2 separate regions of the Sus scrofa genome follow, and region 1 is linked to region 2. A link is a contact called in public Hi-C data. All regions are on one chromosome and are shown on one strand. The core of a region is the stretch at or near the end of the contact, and the rest is flanking DNA. Distances in the headings are between cores, read along the strand shown. Region 1 has its middle 36 kb from the start of SUPT7L. Region 2 overlaps RBKS (ribokinase).

The links. A called contact is a pair of places that touch in the nucleus more often than the background predicts.
Region 1: a Hi-C map of liver shows a contact between it and region 2, with 7 times the contacts expected there. A contact is called at or near these places in 6 of 47 Hi-C or Micro-C datasets (embryonic fibroblasts, heart right ventricle, liver and 2 more) and 1 of 2 datasets of targeted methods (skeletal muscle).

The regions. Positions count from the first base shown.
Region 1 is chr3:111,493,596-111,497,519 of Sscrofa11.1, reverse strand. No RefSeq gene overlaps it. Among named protein-coding and RNA genes, the nearest start is that of SUPT7L, 36 kb to the left of the region's middle.
Region 2 is chr3:111,367,392-111,371,224 of Sscrofa11.1, reverse strand. RBKS (ribokinase) reads right to left here. Exons shown (of 8, transcript NM_001315776.1): 3 at 35-98. Among named protein-coding and RNA genes, the nearest start is that of RBKS, 41 kb to the right of the region's middle.

The DNA.
Region 1 (3,924 bases), core at 315-2,814, 130 kb before region 2:
GTCTTTCTCTAGTTATAATGCAAATATTTTATGGAGGAGTTTAGGCATTGCCTATCTATTACTTACACACTGTCTTACAGAGAATTTTTCACACTTGTCTCCCCCCCCCGCGCTGTCTTTATTGAGGAACAATTGACAAAAATTGTATCTAATTTGATTGATATTTTGATATATCACTCATTTCCAAACTCTGAATTTTTATTTATCAGACTTAAAAGGTAAAAAGAGGAGACACTATCACCTCTGTTTAAGGAAACTGAGGCTCAGAAACCGGAAGAGACTTGCTCAAAGGCATGCCAAGTTCATGGTGGAACCACGATTCCAGATCCTCTGCTTATTCCTTCTAGTTTTCAGTAGTTTATGTTTGTAAGCTTTGCGAGTTTCTGGAGCAAAGACTACATCTGGTTCCTCTTTTTGTCTTGGAATGGTGCTCCCTTAATCTTGAGGGCTCTGAGTGGGTGTGCTGTATAAGGTTCTGCCCTTTAGGAGTTGGATTCCATGATCTCTCTCTTATCCCTCCTGATTCAGTAATTCTGTGATTTGGAGGCACAGCCCTAACAATGACAGTGGCAGCCCTGAGTGATCCTACTGGCAGAGCATTTCAACAAGGGCAGCCACTTGGCTACCAGCCTATAAAGATCTATCGTTAGCAATGCCGCGAGGGCGGGGGACATTTGGGCAGTTTCTCAAATTGCGCAGCCTTATGGGAATTGCCTTTAGGGGAGGAGAATGAAAAAATATCTAATTTTAGCAGTTACGTATAGGAATATATACTTACGTACACACATGTATATGTATGGTGTAGAATGTGGTGAAAAAAATTTTTTTTTTTTTTTTTTTGCCACACTTTTGGCATGTGGAAGTTCCGCTTCAGAGCCAGGGATCAAACCTGCGCCACAGCTATACCAGAGCCGCAGCAGTGACAATGCCAGATCCTTAACCCACTGAGCACCAGGGAGCTCCTTTCTTTTTTCTTTTTCTTTTTTTTTTTTTCCCCCCTGAGGTCAATTTTTAAAGTGAGTTTATTTGAAGAAGAACATGAAGCCAATAATGCACGGTGGCCTGCAACACGGTACCAAGTGTAAAGGAGGTGTACCAATGAGTGAAGTTGAAGGAACTGTGGTGAGGTGGGAAGGTGTTGTAACTAGAGTCACAAAACTAATCTGAAGTCTGGCTCTGTCACCCAAGCCATGTAACCCTGATTAAGTTGCTGACTATACACAAGTCTCAGTTTTCGCATCTGTAAAGTCAGAAAAGAATTCTTGCCCCCCTTAACACATGTGAGAATACATGAAAGCACACGGAAGCCTGGAGGACTGTGCAGGTGTCCACTGGAGCTAATACTCCCATTCCCACTTCCACCAGGGTCTTTCGGGACCTCTTCACCATCACAGAGGATGCCTCCCAACTAGGGTCTGTCTCCCAGATCCCCAGGACCAAATCCAGTTCAGTTTGTTGTCCACACCTGGGTCTGCCATTCTGCGAGGAGGAGGAGGAGGAGGGAGGGGCTGGAGAAACCCTGGAATGAGTCCGGGAACAAGTCCCAACACATCACTGTTTGCTTTGTCATCCTGGTTCAATGACCTCATACAAGGAAGGGAGGGAGCGGAGGGAGCTGTTCTCTTCCAGATACCTAAGGAGGCTTCTGACATCTACTCTTTCCCTTGTCATGAGAAGAGCAGGCGCCAGGCTGTGATTTTTAAGGTCTGAGCTAATCTTGGCAATGAAAGAGAATGGCACCTCCCACAGCTGGCCAGACGAGGCTTCTTGCGGAGCTGCCTGGAGCAAAGGGGCAGGGGGGCTGCCGTGGGTGTTGGAATCCAGGCTGTTACCCCTGCTCCCTGGAGGGGCTCCGGAATACACAGCCCTGTCCCCAAGTCCTGACCAGCCTTAGTGCTACTTGGGTGCGTGCAAGGCACTGGCATGTCTCCCGGTTGAGGATAAAGAGCCCAGGGAGGACAGCTTTGAGTTGTTCCGAATCTAGTGCCTATGGGACAGCCAACTGGGGTGGACAGTAGCTTCAGCGACCCCAGTGTCATCATCCTCACATACTCCTACATCTTCACACACAATATTCAATGAGGACTTTCTGAGCACCTACTGTGTACTAAGCCTTTTGGGGAAATGAGACAGCCAGCACCTGCACCCAAAGGCTATGTAGGATCTCAGAGTCACCTTTTTACCACTGGGATTCCTTTTGTCATCCTTACCCCAGCCCTTCTGCCATCCTTAATTAATGAATAATTAAGGTGTAAATAAATTATGTTGTCAGCCAGACAAATTGCATTTTTACGGGGGTCCTTTCCAAGTTTTTTGTAGCCAGATATTTATGTAACTGCAGATAAGTACTTCTGCTCAACAATAACTAACAGGGCTATACTGAGCTAGTATCCAGTCTGACAAAAGCAACAAAATTTAGCATTGTAGCTATCCTGATTATCCTGGTTGGGCTCTTTAAATTTTTAAAAAGTAGCCGGCAGACTCCCTGGGGAGTCCATTCAAGGTTTTAGATAGAGGTGGTGACATGACACCTGGGTTTTGAAGGACAAACAGGAGCTCACAATCAGGGAGAAAGATTACTGCAGGCAGAGGGGGCAGAAGGATCCAGGTGCTGGGCCCAGTGCCTCCATACCCGGGCTGGTCAGGTGGATCAGGCTGTGGCTTGAACTCAGAGGGTGGAAGCTGGGGTTTGGAACAGAGCTGATGAGGGTGCAGCTGAGAACCAGGAGTCTTACAGGTGAATGTTCTAGTCTGGTCACATGCTGGTTCTGGAAAGACTGAGGCAGGAAACCCCATTAAAGTCCCTTTGGTTCCTGAGGGCAGGAGGGAAAAAGATCGCAAAGGACAAGCCAAAAAGTTAGTCTCCCACCCTGGCTGCCCCGCCCTTTAGCTCCGAGAGCAAACCATTTTTTTGTGATTTTTTGGCTCATCTTGTAAATGTTCCAGAGTCAGAACAGGCTGTGCCATGGCTGAACAAACCTGTTGAACAAATAAACAAGGCAGGCTTCAGGGCTAGGAAAGCACTAGACGTGGGCCCCCATCCAACCAGGTCCATGGGTTCTGGCAAGTCTGTCCCGAGGCTCTTCCTTTGACTGTGACAGGTGGGAGTGTGGGACTTTGGGGTCCTTGTGGCTCTGTGATCTAAGCAATTTGCCCACAGAGAGGAAAACTCCAGAGCCTCCAGTTGAGCAGCCTCCTTCCTTTTCACTCCACAGTGCAGCTAAGGGCGGGGAGAGGGGAGATGTAGAGGCAAATACTGAAACCAAAGGACACCTGTTTGCTTATTCATTCATCGGACCAGTGCCCAGTCTGTGCGGGGTGCTGTGCGGCTCTTCCCTCAAGGAACGCACTAGGAGCTGTAAATGCTCTAGCTGAGGAGAGAAGGTCACATTTCTTGTATATGCCAAGTTCTCAGCCACCTCAGGACCTTTGCTCCTGCTGTTCCCACCACCTACACCGCCAATTCCTCCTGCCTTCTTGTGTTTCAAGCTCAGCTTGGATGGCATTTCCTCAGTCTGGCTTTCCCTGACCACCCTGTGAGTGGTAGGCTTGCCCATCCCTCGCCGGCTCTCCGGCCACACTCTGTCACCCTCCTAGAATCTATAACAGCTTGGAATTATGTTCTGCCCTTCATTTAGTCAGTTATCTTCCACCTTTCTGATCTGAGTATCAGCCTACCTGAGGGCAAGAATTCTGTTTGCGTTTTCCACCTCTGGACGCGTAGCAGCTCATCCTTGTAGAATACGCGAATATTTTGGCCTGTGCTGTGTTTTCACACTGACTGCCTCATTTCGTCCTCTTGGCAACCCTAACGGAGAGATGTTATTAGCATTATCTACATTTTGGAGTGAAGAGACAGACATCCAGGGATGGTAAGTATCTGGCAGTTGGCAGGGCAGGGTTTGAACCTCATCTTCAAGTCAG
Region 2 (3,833 bases), core at 140-2,639:
ATCAGAACTAACTTTAAGAAAGAAAAAATTTTACCTGTAGAAATATCATTCTGCTTTAAGTTTTCTATATAATCATTGCCAAAGGAATCTTTGCCAACCTGTACCAAAGAAATGATGAATGTTAGATCTTTTACATTTAGTAAAATGCTACAATGTAGCCTTTAGAATACTTAGCATTTTAAAAGGGCATATCTACACTGTACTTTATAAACATTAACTAATTAGCCTTCTTAATGTAAGATGCTAGACTTGATTTCAGCCCAAAGAATTGTTATATATTAATGTTTCATTTATAGCCCACCTACAATGTGGAACCTTTAATGACTGTCACACATTCTATAGCTTTCCTCTCACGGATCTGTTATGTGGAAATTCTCACTGAGACAGAGATGGTCCACCATCAACAATTCTCAGTATTTATGATGGGATCTCAGTTGCTTATACTTCACTATAAATGAAGGCATCTTTGTAATGACCTGCCTCGTGTTTCAGAATCTTCTTATCTTCTTCCCTGACCCTGTGTGGGAGGTGGGCAAAGAGGAGGGGACTGAAAAAGCCCTAGCTAACTTGGGTAACTTAGTATAGTGGCCTTGTCTTGTTTTGTGTCCTAGCATCCATTCTGATATTGATACTTCAGTTTTTCCTTCAGATCCCCATTCCTCTTCCATGCATAGACAACACGATTAGGGTAGCACACTTGTCACAACCAGTGACTCTATAGTGATCCATCTTTATCACCCAAACTCTGAGGCGTACATTTGGGTTTGCTCTGGTCTTCTACATTCTATGAGTCTGGACAAATGCATAGACATGTATCCACCATTACAGTTTCATTCAGAGTAGTTGCCCTGCCCTAAAAGTCCCCCTGCTCTCCCGTTCACTCCTCCCTACCCTCAGTCCCAGGAAACTACTGAACTTTGCACCGTCTCCAGTTTTGTCTTTTCCAGAATGCCATGCAATTGGAATCATACAGTAGGTTTCTTGCACTTAGTAATATACATCTGAGGTGTATGGTTTTTTTTTTTTTCATTTTCTTGGGTTGATAACTCATTTCTTTTCCGTGTTGAGTGATATTCCATGATATGGATGTACCACGGTTTCTCTCTCCATCCACCCGCGGAGGGACATCTTGGTTGCTTCCAAGTTTTGGCAGGTGTGAGTTAAGCTACTATAAACATCCATTTGCAGGTGTTTGTGTGGATTCCTCCCTCCTTCTATTTTTAATTTTAATCACCTTGTCACCTTTTAAATGTTAGGAGACTTCACAAAAACAACCCATATTTCCAGGAAGTTCTGAAAACTCAGAGGTCCTGGTAAACACCAGGCCCACATTCCTACAAGATGACCCAGCTGGACCTGTCTCAAAGGTAAACACTGCTCTCTGGTTCACCAGAGCCCTCACCGGCCTATTTGCAATTATGTCACCTGTTTGGCCCCGCAGGCTTTCAGGCCTGCCACTCCTGACTATTCTTCCGTCCTGCAGATGAGCGCTCTGTAGTGTCTCCAGCCAGGTCTGAGCATTCCTGGTGGGTTCTGCTCTTCCACAGCAAAAGTTCTCGGGACATATCAAGGGAAAGAAACCTAGAGGTTTACTTGGCCAAGAACCTCAATGAGGGACAATAACATTTCCTGGGAAGTTTCCTGGATTGCCTAAGAGTCAGAAAAGCTGTTTTTTTTTTTTTTTTTTTTTTTTTTTTCAGTAAAGGGCCAAAGAGGTAGTGTTTCAGACACTGCAGGCCAGATGGGTCTCTTCTGCAACTATTCAACTCTGCTATTGCGGTGCGAAAGCCGCCAAAGACAATCTGTAAACAAATGGGTGTGGCTGTGTTGCAATAAAACTTTATTTATAAAAAACACATGGTTGCCAAGATTTGCCCCACAGGTTGTAGAGTGCTGATCCCTCATTTAAATGCCACCTCTGATACCTTCTTCCTCAAAGAACACTTTTTCCTGTGCTCCTTTTCTGGTGGAAATGTTGATTAGGCAACAATTCAAAAAAGATCATAATGTGTTATTAGGACGCTTTCTATCTCTACAGCAAAGAGCATCCACTACAAAAGAATGCTGTGGGGAGAGCCCCCTGGCGGAAGGAGGTCACCTGCTAAAGGTTTCTGTCCCAGAAGTCGTCTGGCCATTTATCTACCAGGTAAGTGTCAAAGCATCTTGTTTCTTAGGTCAGAGATTCGTGCCAGAAAACAAATCCTTTGTTCTCTCACCTTAAAATTTTTTTTTAAACATTATTTAACTCTGTCTCATGGGTAATCAAAGTGTTATATACTTGGGCAAGTATCCTTACAAGAATCTTGTAGGGATTAAGAAGGGCCAGCCCTGGGCACATGTGGCCCAGTACAAATTAGAGCAAAGAGACTTCTCTCCCCTTTCTTGTCAGGTTTACACAGGTAAAATCTGTTTAAGGTGAATGTCAAGGGCAGGCTTGATAAATGGGGGTGATATTATAAACATTAGGAAGTGCCAGGATTAGGAAGAATTATTAAAGGGGAAGAAGTTTTGCCTTCAAGAAACTGATAATATTGGAGGGAAAATAAGACACAGAGAGGCAACTCCAACACCAGATGGAATCCCATGTGCACAGAGGCCTAATTAGAAAGGGATTCAGGGAGTTCCGTTGTGGTTCAGCAGTAATGAGCCCGATTGGCATCCATGAGGATGTGGGTTTGATCCCTGGCCTGCTCAGTGGGTTAAGGATCCAGGGTTACTGTGAGCCGTGGTGTAGGTCGAAGATGTGGCTTGAATCTGGCGTTGCTGTGGCTGTGGTGTAGGCCAGCAGCTGCAGCTTTGATTCAATCCCTAGCCTGGGAACCTCCATACGCCACACAAGCAGCTCTAAAAGGAAAAAAAAAATGCGAGAGAGGGATTAAGGCTCAGGGTCACTGCTTCCACAGGTTTGCTGCTATTGCATTTTTTTTTTTTTTTTTTGGTCTTTTTGCCATTTCTAGGACTGTCCCCGTGGCATATAGAAGTTCCCAGGCTAGGGGTCTAATCAGAGCTTTAGCTGCCAGCCTATGCCACAGCCACAGCAACGTGGGATCTGAGCAGCATCTGCAAACTATACCCCAGCTCACGGCAACGCTGGATCCTTAACCCACTGAGCAAGGCCAGGGATCGAACCCACAACCTATGGTTCCTAGTCGGATTCATTAACCACTGAGCCACGACGGGAACTCCCTGCTATTGTATTTTAGAGGCTGCAGTAGTTGCCTGTCTTCTTCTTGCCCAGAGAATTACCTGATTGGCTACATCCCTCGGTGATGGTTATGGTTCCTGATTTATTCTAATGGTGATTTCCTGGCAAATCTGTTGGCTGCCCATCTAAACTCTATGTGAGAAGTGGAGTGAAATCCTTTGCTCTTGCCTTTGATACTCCCTTGTTAAACCTAAGTGGAAAAGTAACAACACTGCTGAAGATTACAAGAAGTCGACTCTAGTTCCATGAACTTCCCATGTTGGTCCCAGGGATATACTGCAAAGTAAAAGAAGTGAAAAAGCCTAAGAATAGGAATATTTTTTTCATTTGTGTCTTGGAAGTCAGAAGGCCCTTCCCAGCAGCTGTGTGATATGGGGCAAGCCACTTTAACTGTCTCTAGGCCTCAGTTTTCTTATCTGAAAGTCACAGCCAGCTTGCTGCAAGGATAAAATAAAATAACATGCGCAAAAGGACATTTACAACTTTTAAAGGGTGAAATAATGCTTTGCTGCTACCATCACCATCCTGGGAGCATTGCTGCTGCTGCCGCCGAGGCTGCTTCTCTGGGGGGAAGGGCAGGGCTACTGCTGCTTGGATTCCATCTTATCAATTACTTTCCTGCCCATCG